3 separate regions of the Sus scrofa genome follow, and all the other regions are linked to region 2. Evidence: chromatin contacts called from public Hi-C data. All regions are on one chromosome and are shown on one strand. Each heading gives the region's core, a stretch centred on a gene start, on an enhancer-like site or on the middle of the called end of the contact. The rest is flanking DNA. Distances are from core to core; before and after follow the strand shown.

Evidence for each region. Hi-C and Micro-C count contacts between places; a contact is called where the count stands out from the background.
Region 1: a contact with region 2 is called in a Hi-C map of skeletal muscle, with 3 times the contacts expected there. The contact joins the enhancer-like site here to the promoter of STON2 in region 2. A contact is called at or near these places in 4 of 5 promoter capture datasets (fetal liver, fetal skeletal muscle, liver and 1 more), 27 of 47 Hi-C or Micro-C datasets (adipose tissue, alveolar macrophages, blood and 15 more) and 2 of 2 datasets of contacts at active chromatin or transcription factors (alveolar macrophages and skeletal muscle).
Region 3: a contact with region 2 is called in a Hi-C map of liver, with 2.6 times the contacts expected there. The contact joins the promoter of GTF2A1 here to the promoter of STON2 in region 2. A contact is called at or near these places in 1 of 5 promoter capture datasets (liver), 5 of 47 Hi-C or Micro-C datasets (embryonic fibroblasts, liver, mesenchymal stem cells and 1 more) and 2 of 2 datasets of contacts at active chromatin or transcription factors (alveolar macrophages and skeletal muscle).

Annotation. Positions count from the first base shown.
Region 1 is chr7:104,040,328-104,044,015 of Sscrofa11.1, forward strand. STON2 (stonin-2) reads right to left here. Exons shown (of 8, transcript XM_021099580.1): 7 at 1,211-1,413. Among named protein-coding and RNA genes, the nearest start is that of GTF2A1, 33 kb to the left of the region's middle. Within about 2 kb of position 1,639, at least 6 of the 83 cell types and tissues checked have an H3K27ac peak or open chromatin away from gene starts, as enhancers often do. A contact at or near this core is called in adipose tissue, omental adipose tissue and skeletal muscle, where this site is marked.
Region 2 is chr7:104,187,396-104,191,306 of Sscrofa11.1, forward strand. It overlaps STON2 (stonin-2), which reads right to left and starts at 2,338. Exons shown (of 8, transcript XM_021099580.1): 1 at 2,174-2,338.
Region 3 is chr7:104,007,482-104,011,170 of Sscrofa11.1, forward strand. GTF2A1 (transcription initiation factor IIA subunit 1) reads right to left here and starts at 1,837. Exons shown (of 9, transcript XM_021099583.1): 1 at 1,361-1,837. The coding sequence starts at 1,390. It overlaps LOC110261640 (a long non-coding RNA gene), which reads left to right and starts at 332. Exons shown (of 4, transcript XR_002346024.1): 1 at 332-418.

The DNA.
Region 1 (3,688 bases), core at 389-2,888, 150 kb before region 2:
GTGTAAACTTCCAGTGTACCCTGTACACTCGCCCAGCTCCACAGGCTTCAGAGGACAGGGCAGACCCTTGTTCACTATCGCACCTCAGTAATACAGGCATACAAGTTTTTCAAATGAATGAGATCCTTTGTAATTGGCTGCTAACACTCTATCCCTTTAAAAAGTCTTCAGACTTAAGTATTGTGGTATTTACCGTTCCATATGTATCTTCTGCAAAACATTACAGCTGTATAAACGGATGAAGAAATTAATTATGTCTTGAAAGTGACATACCTCATCTGAAGCCTGTGGTAAATCAGGCAGGGAATCCTTTGAGCTGGGGAGTTTCATAACTAAAGCTGCTTCTCTCAATACCACTTTATGAGGAGGGAAACTGCTCAAGACGGAGTTGACTGGTGTCGTGTTTTAGAAAAGTACTGGAGTTTTTTTGTTTGTTTTTTTTTCTGGCCACAAGATGGAGTATTTGTTCTTTTTGATAGTTTAATGTTTTACATCACACAACTAAGGAAACATTTTAAAAGCAATAAATGACACTATCAATCTAACGATATTATTATGAATAGAAAAGTATTAAACCACTTTTCCAAATCCTTCTTTAGTAATTCCCCATTTTCCATCTTTGGCATTTAATCTCCTATTAAATTTCTCACTCCTCAGGATATAATCACAATTTATGTCAGAACTCTCCAACTTCACTTCCTCCTCCACAGCCCTAATCCTGTTACTATTACAGAAGCTTGCTTGGCTTTTGAGTTTTGCCTTGTTAAAGCCCAGAGACCAGGTCATATGTATCTTAACTTCATTCGGATCCACTTCCTCAATGCCTGTAACTAAAGTATATGCTTCAGGTTAGCACTTTTCTGACACTCCTTCCACTTCCAAGATCACTCTCCTGCATATAAATTATATGACAAATGATGATAATAATCCCTTTACGCCATTACTGTTGTTCATGGTGAATGAAAGACATCATATTCTCCTCTTTCATCAGCCTCTATTTTTCTTTCCAACCTTTCTCTTGCCCACTAGAGAGCTTATTCATTTAACTTGGAGCAGACTCATCCACAGCCATGCATGGTGAACCCCCTCCCTCCAAAGTGGTTGAACACCCTGCACCCTGGGCAGGCATTGCTAAAAGGAATGAGAGGGGGAGGGCACAAGGGTGAACAAAGAGACTGGGAAACATTAGCCAGATGCCTCCCGGGGCTACCTTGTAGCTGTAGTGTGCGGAATAATTGACCCACTTCCTGACATCAGTCTTGTCTTCCACAGAGATGGATCTTACGGCAGCTTTGGAGGCAGAAGTTGTAGGCATGCTGAACTCCACGTTCACGTAATTGGCAAATCTGGAAGGCACTTCCCGGTCAGAGCCAAGTTCAAGGTGGCAGAAGAAACAGTGTGGGTGACCGGAAGCTATAAGAGAAAGACAAAGCATGTAGGGCTCAAATCCTTTGGGGAGGAAGTAGCAGAAGAGCCTCAGTAACAAACAGAGGAGGCTTGGCAGTCTTTAAGAGGGTCCAACGCTGAGCAGAGGATTTGCCTCAGCAGAAAGCACACTGCATGCACCTCAGACCCTTTGATATAATATGATCTGATTACAGTCACCTGGTATCCTAGCAATAAAACCCATGACCTGAGAAACATTTCATTCAGCCTGCTTAGGTCAGAGTGCTTTGTGAACATGGCACATGTACTAAGAAATAGAGGTTGTAGACTGACCAAAAGGAATAAGAGATCAGCACTTAGCACCTAAGAAAACATCAAAGACAGACACCTGGAGCAAAATCATTGATTTCCTTGGAAAGATGAATTGAATTCTCTTAATAGCATGTCTTTTTTTTTCCCCCCCTCCACTTTTTAGGGCCACACCTGTGGCATATGAAAGTTCCCAGGCTAGCAGTCAAATTGGAGTTGTAGCTACTGGCCTATACCACAACCACAGCCATGCCAAATCCTTAACCCACTGAGCGAGGCTAGGGATCAAACCCACATCCTCATGGATACTAGTTGGGTTCATTACTGCTGAGCCACAGTGGGAACTCTGTCATATTTTTTTAAATGCTTTTGGCATGTTTTTTGTATAAATGGTATCTGTAAATGACAGAGCCTTTAGAAACAGCATGTATGCATTGGAGAAGCATATGGAACACTGGCGAGAACACAGACTAACAGGACACCTGGTTTGACTTGCAGCTCTCCTGGGTGATAGGGATCCCACAGCCAAGTCCTTTGTTTTCTCCAGGCCTCAGTTCCTCATCTGGGAGGTGAGGAATTGGTGGTAGGAAAGGGTGTGCTGGACAATGCCAGGCATCGTCCCTTACTGCTGTTTACAGGTCCATGGCTGTTTCTGCTGTATTTGAAAGGCAAAACTTACGGTTTGATTTTCACTTAAGGATTGTTATTAAATTACTTAAGGGAAAAGGGCGCTTAGTTCTGTAACTGTCACCACTGAAGTAGCATCATCGTCATCCACCAGATGTAGCAAGAAGCATTTGTTGAGAACTCTGACCAAGGACTGTGCCAAATACTTCATGCGGAGTCTCTTCGCTGCATCTTTGTAACAGGCCCTTGGAGTCATGATCCGTATACTGTACACATGAGGAAACTAAGGCTTTAGGAGGTCGGGTGAACTGCCCAAGATCATAGCTAGAAAGTGGCAGAACTAAGAATTGGACCCAGCAGTCTGACTCTCAGGTGTCCTTAACTGATTTGTCTCAGTCATAACCTCACAGTCCTCAGACCTCAAGACCAGGTTTGCAGGGTGACAGGGGTGGAGTGAAAGGAAACTGTAAGAACCCCGATAATGCAACTCAAATGCAGATAAACAGCGTGACCCTGACCTCATTATGTAACTGCAACAGCCCTTAAGTTATCTGAGTTTCCCCAAATAATTCCAACTTCCTTTATTGGTCTGGGCAGGACGTTTTAATCTCAGAGAGTGAGGACATACACACCCACTCTCCAAGGAAAACATTTCGGAGTGAAGTATTTATTTTGCTCTGTTTCACAAATGTAACATATTTCAATGATTCTTTCTAAAAGTTGATACTTTGGGAGATTATCAAAGAATTCCACTGTTTTTTAGAAAAGGAATTTAGCATACATGTAATAGTAAAAATTACATTTGAGAATCCGTTCAATTTTTTTTAAACTGTGTACCACAGATGTAATTATATAGCTATCACTTACCAAACAGAGGCTGTGCTAAATACGTAAAGCATTGTTTAATTTCATTCTTAATGAGCTAGGTATTAATAAGTCTGTTTTATTAAAGAGGAAACATTTCTCTGAAAGTTTTAAGTAAATTGCCTGAGGTCGCACAGCCATTAAATTGTAGTACTGGAAATAAAACTCATATCTAACTCCAAATTATGTCCTAGACTCCTCTCATATATTTCTGTAGAGTTAGATCATTAAAAAGAATATAGAGGAGTTTCTTAATTTAGTAGCAACCTGAACAACAGTTTTATCTATTTACCCTTATTTACACATTGTTGGAACATTGAGAAATCATAACTTTCCACAAAACTCACCCCGCTATTGTCACCCCACCAAAGCATACTCACAGCACATACTATGAAAGCAACATTTTTTTTCTTGATTTCCAGCATCAACTGATAGATGTGTAGGGCTGATGGGCAGATAGGGAAATGCAATTTTGAAAGTAATAGAATTTAATTTATGGTAA
Region 2 (3,911 bases), core at 1,088-3,587:
AGCTCAGCTGCATGCCCTCCGTCAAGCCCTACTTTCTTTCCCAGGTGTAAGTGGTCACTCTCACCTTGTAAGACCTCCTCTGTATGCTACAGATCTATACCTACATCCTTGGAAAGGTGCTAGAGCCTTCCTATCCATTAGCGCCCTCCTTGGAACAACTTCTCCAAAAAAAATCTGAGTCCTCATTTTACAACGTGAGAGACTCTGGCTCAGAAAAGCAAAGCAACTTGTCCAAGTTTCCCAGCCATCAGTTACTGAGAGAGAGTTCTCACCAGGTGCGGGTCTGGCTCTGAACTCAGCAGTCTTTCCCCTGCCACACGTGGCTCTCTCCCTCCTCCACCGTCAAGCTTCAGCTCCTCCCACTCAGGTGGAAAGAGTAGGTCTCCTTATCAACAACTGAAAGGGCTGGCGAATTAATTTGACACTTGAAAGATTTGCATCTGGAAGTGCGCTTCTTTCCCTCTGAGATGATAATCACTTTCTCTAAGGGCAAGTATTTATTTTAAGGCTCTGGCAAGTGTGCTGGAGACCCTAGGAGAACCAGGACATTCTGCCTGTGCCCTTTCCCCAGGTCCCAGGCTATGGAGGTAATGTGGTGGGAGACAGGTGGTTCCCCACTAACATTACTCTTGAGAATCTTTGGGAAGGTCCTTTGGGGCTTGATAGGGGGTAGGAAGCAAGTAGCAGAGGGCTCAGAAATCCAAGCAAGTCTGATACTTAATGATATTCTAGATTTTCAAAAGACAAATTCTTGGGGCTAAGCGTTTACTTAACTCTTCAATTAAGTGACACGGTGACAAAGAACTGAACCAGACCACCCGGGTCAGAAACAGGAAAAAAAATCACCTGAAGTGGCAACTGCAATTTTAGGTTTCTATGAGCTGCCTGTATTTTGTTTTGTGGTGGGACTTTTTGTTTTTCTTCTTTCTCTCTCTCTCTCCCTTGTTCTCCACTCTCTACTTGTTTAAGGGAGGAGTAGGAGTTATAAGAACCTTCAAAATTTACCCCCAAATCAGCCACACTAGTGAGATTCAATAAAGCACCATGATATACTTTTTACATAATATTCATACCAATTTTCTCAAGGGCTACAGAGTTTTCTCAGTTTCTATTGGAATCCATTTATCTCTCTCACCATTCCAATGAAGCAGTTTTTTTTTTTTTAATCCCTCAAAATCCCCAGGATTTTGTACCTTTAAATGATACCGCCCAGTAACATTAATATTGCTTTAAGTGTAAAAAGCTGTTCAGAGCTCCAAACAGTCACTGGTCCAGTTTGGACATGTCTTCTTAAAAGACCATCCACTCCGAAGAATAAATAGTAAGAGCCAGCATTTACTGAGTATTTAGCACCGTCCTCAGTGTTTTTCAGCATTGGCTCATTTAATTCTCAAAACAACGCTATCAGGCAGGTAAAAGCATTGCCCTCACTTTACAGATTAGAAGAGTCAGGCCCTGCCTAAGAGACAGGCAGAGGCCACAGTTAATGATTCACTCACAGCCCTTTTAGTGGAGGCTGCAACACACACACACACACACACACACACCCCTACACACATCCCCACCCCCCAGCCCCCACACAAACTCTCATGGTCTCATCGAGAGGCGGGTGTCCTGCAAATTGCTTGGCAACGCGAGGAGGAAACTCCATCCAAAGCCCGGGTCCGCTGGGTCCAAGACGCCTCTGGGCGCTGTCCAGCGGGCAGCGCGCCTGAGAGGCGAGGCTGGGGTCCTGTCTCCGAACACCCCGAAGGTGGGGCAGAACGCCAAAGCCGGGATTTCAGGCTCAGAGCGTGGAGGAGAAAAGCACGGTCCGCAGGGACACCTGTTGTCGCCTCCCTACTTGGGCCAATGAAGACGGCCGGGGACCCAGCTCTCAGGGAAGACACCCATAGGCAGAGTCTGTGTAAGGGTGCGGGTGTCGCAGGTGTCTTGTCTTCCCCAATCCACCCCCGCCGCCTCACCTAGCTCCCTCTCACACCCGGACGCCGGGGGCTGGTGGAAACGCGTCTCCCGGGGGCTCCGGCCGAGGCTAGCCCCGGGGCTCTGGGGGCTCTGGCAGCACCCGCGGCGCTAGGACCTAGCGGCCGGCCCGACCCCCGCCCGCTCCACCTGCGGGGCCCCGCTCCCAGGGCACGCTCGCCCTCCCCCTGTGGGGCGCCGGCGAGGTTACCTGAGACGCGGCCCGCTGTTTCCCGAGCGTCGGCTGGAAGGTCGCCGCGGCAGAGCGAGCTGGGCTGGTCCGAGGCTCCCCGTCCGCTGCGCTGCTGTAGCCGCGCTCCTGGCAGCCCCGCGCCGGCTCGGGAGTCGGAGCTTGCTCTGCGCCCGCGGACTCCCGGCACCGTTCCAGCCGTTCCTGATTGGTCGCAGATCACGCCCGAGCCGCGCCCTGATTGGGCAGCAGGAAGCCTGGGCGGTGAGGCGGGGCGGGAGCCGACAGGACCTGCTCTGGACAACCCTGCACCGCACCCTCGTGTCCCTGCTGAACCCCGAGGTCGGAATCCAGACGCTGAGACCGGGATCTGCTCCTCCGCGCGAGTGGAGTCCAGCACCCAGCGGGGCGCAAAGCGTCGCTGCGAGTAGCACGGCAATGGCAGGGAGTGGGGATCGTCTGGGAGTCTCTCCCACACCCGGTGCCAAGCTGGATCGTGGAAATCATTGCTTCTCCCGTCTCACTCCTACGTAGGGTTTTGACTTCACGTTCATTTAATATTTTTACTATAAAAAGGGCGTAGGACACAGGGCAGTGGCTTGTAAACAGTGGGCGCCAAATTGTATTTGTAGACTCAGATAGTACTTGACACACGATCTTTTGTGGTCCAACCAAAACTTGCAAAGGGTAAGCGACTTATCCAAAGTCCTAATCACGTTAATAAATTATTAAGAACGAGAAAGACGGCAAGTGTTGTTTTATGAGGAATTTATGCCTAACTAGGGAGATAAGGCTGAATAACAACAATATTAATAACCCTAATGTTTTCATGGCGCGTAATATTTACCAGTTTTCCAAGTACTTTGCATGTATTAATTCGGGAACACAGGAAACAGCTGTCATAAGGATACCCACGTGTCCCGTGTGGACGCGTGGTGTCAGCTCTGAATATGGAGATTTTCTCCTGGAAGACACACTCAGTCTCTTCACATTGTGAAGGAGGGGCACAGGTTAGAATGGAGAGGGATTGTGGGGAATTAAAATTGATCCCATCTTCCATTTCTTCTTCCATTTCATAGTCTTTAGGCCTCCCAACATTTTCTCTCACCTGCACGGAATCTTTCTAAGGAATAAAAGCAAGCACCATAAATTAGGATGCCCCTAGGACTTTGTTCTACCACTCATAAAAAGACCCCCCCCCAAAAAAAATCCAGACAATGAGTAGGAAAAAAACAGTACAGATTCTATTTTAGGACCTTTGACTTAGGTTGCAGTAATGTCTTCTTGACAGCAAGTATGCAACCGGGTTCCTACAGGTGTTTCCCCCTAGTTCTACTGTCCTTTGTTGACAGAACCATGAGTGAGAAATTTAGTTTGGTAGAGAAGTTAAAAGACCCTACTGACGCATTTTAAACAGCCTGGTTTTTGCCCTAGAGTGAGCTTAAAGTCATCTGCTTTGAGGAACCAAAGACCCCAGGAGAAAAGTAGCTCAGATTTCTCCAGTTGATATCGATGGACAACTAACCAATTCACTTTGTACTGAAAAGATATACTTGGCACCTGGTAAAAACATGAGGGCACAACAGATTCTTTGCTGTTCTGCTTCTTGTGTTGTGTTTCTTCCCTAGCAACTTCTACTTCACACTCAAGACTCAATTCAAATACCCCCTCCTTCCTGAGGCCCTCACTAACTCCCCCAGACAAAGGTAGTGATCCCCTCCCCTGTGCTAGACCCTCATTACAGCATTCCAGTTTACAT
Region 3 (3,689 bases), core at 587-3,086, 180 kb before region 2:
CACAAAATAAAAAGGGACAGCAATTCTATTTTCCCCTAACAAAGGTTAAGTCCCAGCTGCTGCATCAAAACAAAAACTTAGGGCTCCTAAAGCAGCCCCGATTGGGTATGAAATTAGAGTACGAAAGGACTTGGAAATAAATTGAGCTCTACACACGCCTGCCTCTCGCCTCGAGAGCACGCACCTCCCAGCCCCGCTCTCAGCAGCTCTCACTATTTAAAGCCGGATCTGGTGTTTAAATGGAGAGGCGGTGACGTAGGCCTGAAAAGCACCTTCCCATCCTGGCAGAGTCTATATTAGAGAGCGGCAATGGCTCTATATAAACAGGGCAGCCAAAGGGAGGAGGACCACAAGGCTCAGGGACTGAAAGGCAGGGTAAGCGGCCGCAGCCATGATGGATCGACCCGAGTCGTCAACGGTACGGAGTCGGGCGGCCGCGGGCTTGTCTGCATTTGGGACCGGGCAAAAACGTGTTTTATTGTCACAATAAAAATAAGAGAGTGGGGTGGACTAGTGATCACATTGCGTTGGTGACTGAAAAGGTTATTTATGTGACTGCTTTTTGCAAACCTACGTGATCGCAAGTAAGAAAAAAGGGACAAACGGTGAGAAGTAGGCAAATTTCGAGGCGAAAGTGGGGGCACTTTGACCACTGTAAGCTTTGTTTGTTTTGGTGTTTTTGCTAGTCGAAGATACGATGGGGGGGGTTGCTTCCCCTTCGCCATTTTACCGATTCGGAAGGAACCGAGATAAGTGCTTTTCAACCTTCGTCCTTTTTTTTTTTTTTTTTTCTTAAACGTAAAATGGCCCCAGTGAAGCCTCCTAAGCACAACCCGCCACAACACCCAAAGTAACCCCCAAGTAGCCATTAGCCTTCCACTGCGTTAAAGTGGATCGCGGTGGGTCTTGGGGATTCGCCCAGTTCCCAAGACACGGTTTTTGTTTTGAGGCTGCTCGGAGAGCCCTTCTCCAGCCAGCGCGGCAGGACCCGCTTCGGGGAGGAAGCGGAGGCTCCCCTCCCGCCCTCCCTCCTGGCGGATGGGGTCTGGGGCCAGGGCCGCGCGCTCATCCCGGCCTCAACCGCCTCAGCGGCCCGGACCGCCCCGCGGCAGTTCCAGGCCCCGCCGGCACCCCCGCCCTCCCTGCCGCCGCGGCCCCGAGCCCTCGGCACCCCCCCGCGCCCGCCGCCCCGCGCCCCGGCCCGCTCCGCCCGAGGCGGGAAGCGGCGGCGGCAGCGGCGGCAGCCGCGCGGGCAGCTGAGAGTTGAGGCCGGGAGTCGCCGCCGTCCCCGCCCCCGCCCGGTCCGGCCGTTGCTGCCGCCTGAACGAAGCCCCCGCCGGCCACCGAACCACGTCCTTACCACGGTGTTTGTATTTGCCGAGTTCGCCATTTCCACACACAACACAAACAAGAGGGGGGCAAGCCCCGAGAAAACAAGATAAAAACAAAACGAAAAAAAAAAAAAAAAACACCCAGAGGGTGACCCAAGCCACCGCAAAATTGGGGGGGGAATTTTAAACAAAATCGGATCCTGCTGGATTAGAGGGGATCGGCGAGGGGAGGAAGAGGAGGGGGCAGTCCTCCCGGAGCTAAAAACTCGAGGATCGCCCTTAAAAAAAAAAAGGGCACGACCCTTCTGGGGTTTGGGGGGCGTTGCCCGCTCCCCACCCCGCGCCAAGGAGGGAAACCACCACTGGTCGCCGCTCCCCGCGCCGCCGCTGCCGCCACCGGCTGCAGCTCCAGCCGTCCGGTCCGCCCGCTTCTCCCTTTATATAGTGAGCCAACGAGCTGCGCGAGCCGCCGCTGCCGCCGCTGCCGCCGAGAGACAGGGCGGAGGGGGAGGGAGGGGCGGAAAGGGCGGGGGCAGAGGTGGGCGGGGCTGAGCGCAAGACACCGCGAGAGCCGCGTGCGCAGGCGCGCCGGGGCGGAGGCCGCCGCGAGCCGCGTCGTCACGCTCAGGGGAGGGTGTTGTGTGGGCGGGACCCGGGGACTTAAGTAGGGAAGTCCGACCGCGGTCTCCCCAAATGTCGCGTGATCACGTGGTCGGCAACCAGGCGGAAGTCTCCGGCTGCTGTTTTGGGATGAAGAACTTGCAAAGCTCTGTTGGAGAAAAGCGTGAGTTGTGGCGACGCTCGAGTCGAAACCTAGCTGATTCCGCCTCCTGTCGGGAGATTCTGAGCTGTCCCACGCTGGAGGGGCTAGGAAATGTAGGAGCTCTGGCGGCTGCCCCGCTAGGCATGGCTGTGGAAAAGGGCGGGTCACGTGGCCCGGCTTCCGGCAAAAGTTTTAAGTGCGGAGTCATCTCCGAGCGTGAGCTAAGGTCAGACTCCTAGTTGCTGAAGCGTTAGCACGCCTTGCTGAGGGTGGGCCTTTCGCTTGCAAAATTGTGTATGAGTTCCTGAAAGGGAACTGATTTGGTTCCCCTCTTACTACATTCAACAATTATTACATATTATTACATTCCACAATTAATAATCCCTGAAGCCAGCAGAGTTGTCTGTCTCCATCAGTACAACTACAAAGTCTCTTTAAATTTCCGTTCCCCAGAGTCCCGGCCTCTCCAAGCCCACTTACTTCAAATAACTTCTCAAGGTGGTAGAAATGTTAAAACTAACCCCCCAAAAAAGGTCACCACCTGGATTATGACCGCACAACTTTTCCTGGTTTTTTTTTTTTTTAAATGTTGCAAAAATTCAGTGATTCCATATGTTCAGCACGTGCTAACATCTTGAATACTTGCCCTTGACCCATCAACTCTCATGGCTGCAAGAGAGCAGGTAGAAAATGGCCATGTATTCAAGGGCAACTCAGTAGGCGTTTGACCTGCTCTGCCCAAGCTAATCCCGCCTTTATATCAGCATTTCACGCAAAACGGAATACTCTGTTTAGAAGACAGAACTCAACAGTTCCTAATTTTCTTGTCCCTAGGAATTGCGAGTGACATGGAATGCAGTCTGGACAAGTGAGGGAGTTGATCCTCAAAAAGCAAAGCAAAACAAAATGTCAAACTTATGCTCCTGAAAGAAGATTTGAGAAAGATCAGTTGCTTTTCAGTTCCCTGCACAGTGGCCTCTTTGGGAACACTGAAAGAGATAAGACCATAGGAAATCATATTGTCCTATACTATTATATAAAATTATGATTCCATCACCATTTGTAATTCATGTAATATTCAAGTGACCATTGGCCCGAAAAGTTAAATTAACCCATGTCTTTAATTTCTTACCATTTTAAGAGGACTTTTTACCTCCTTATTTAAGTAGTACTGTTTGTACATGGAATCCCTCACCTTTCACCTCTTTTTCTTCCCTATCACTTAGTATTCTTAACTAAATTGATCAAGTGTTTTGACATCAGTTAAAACTAGGATCACTGCAAACAGGACATGGGGTAGAATATATGAGATTTACTTCCCTCAGAAATATTCCTAAAGAGAATAAGGACAGGTATTCTCTGATTGGGTCTGACCTATGAAATAATTGAATATAGTTCTTGAATTTAAAAGGGGAAAAAACCTATTTATGACCTCCATTTAAGACCTTCAGACTCCTTGGAGGCTCTGCATCAGCTTCTCTTTACACACTCTAATTTGCAACAATACCTTGATTAAAGTTTTCCCAAATGTCTTCTCTTCACCCCACAGTATGACTACCAAGTAAACCATCATGGATTACATTCCAGTTTATTGT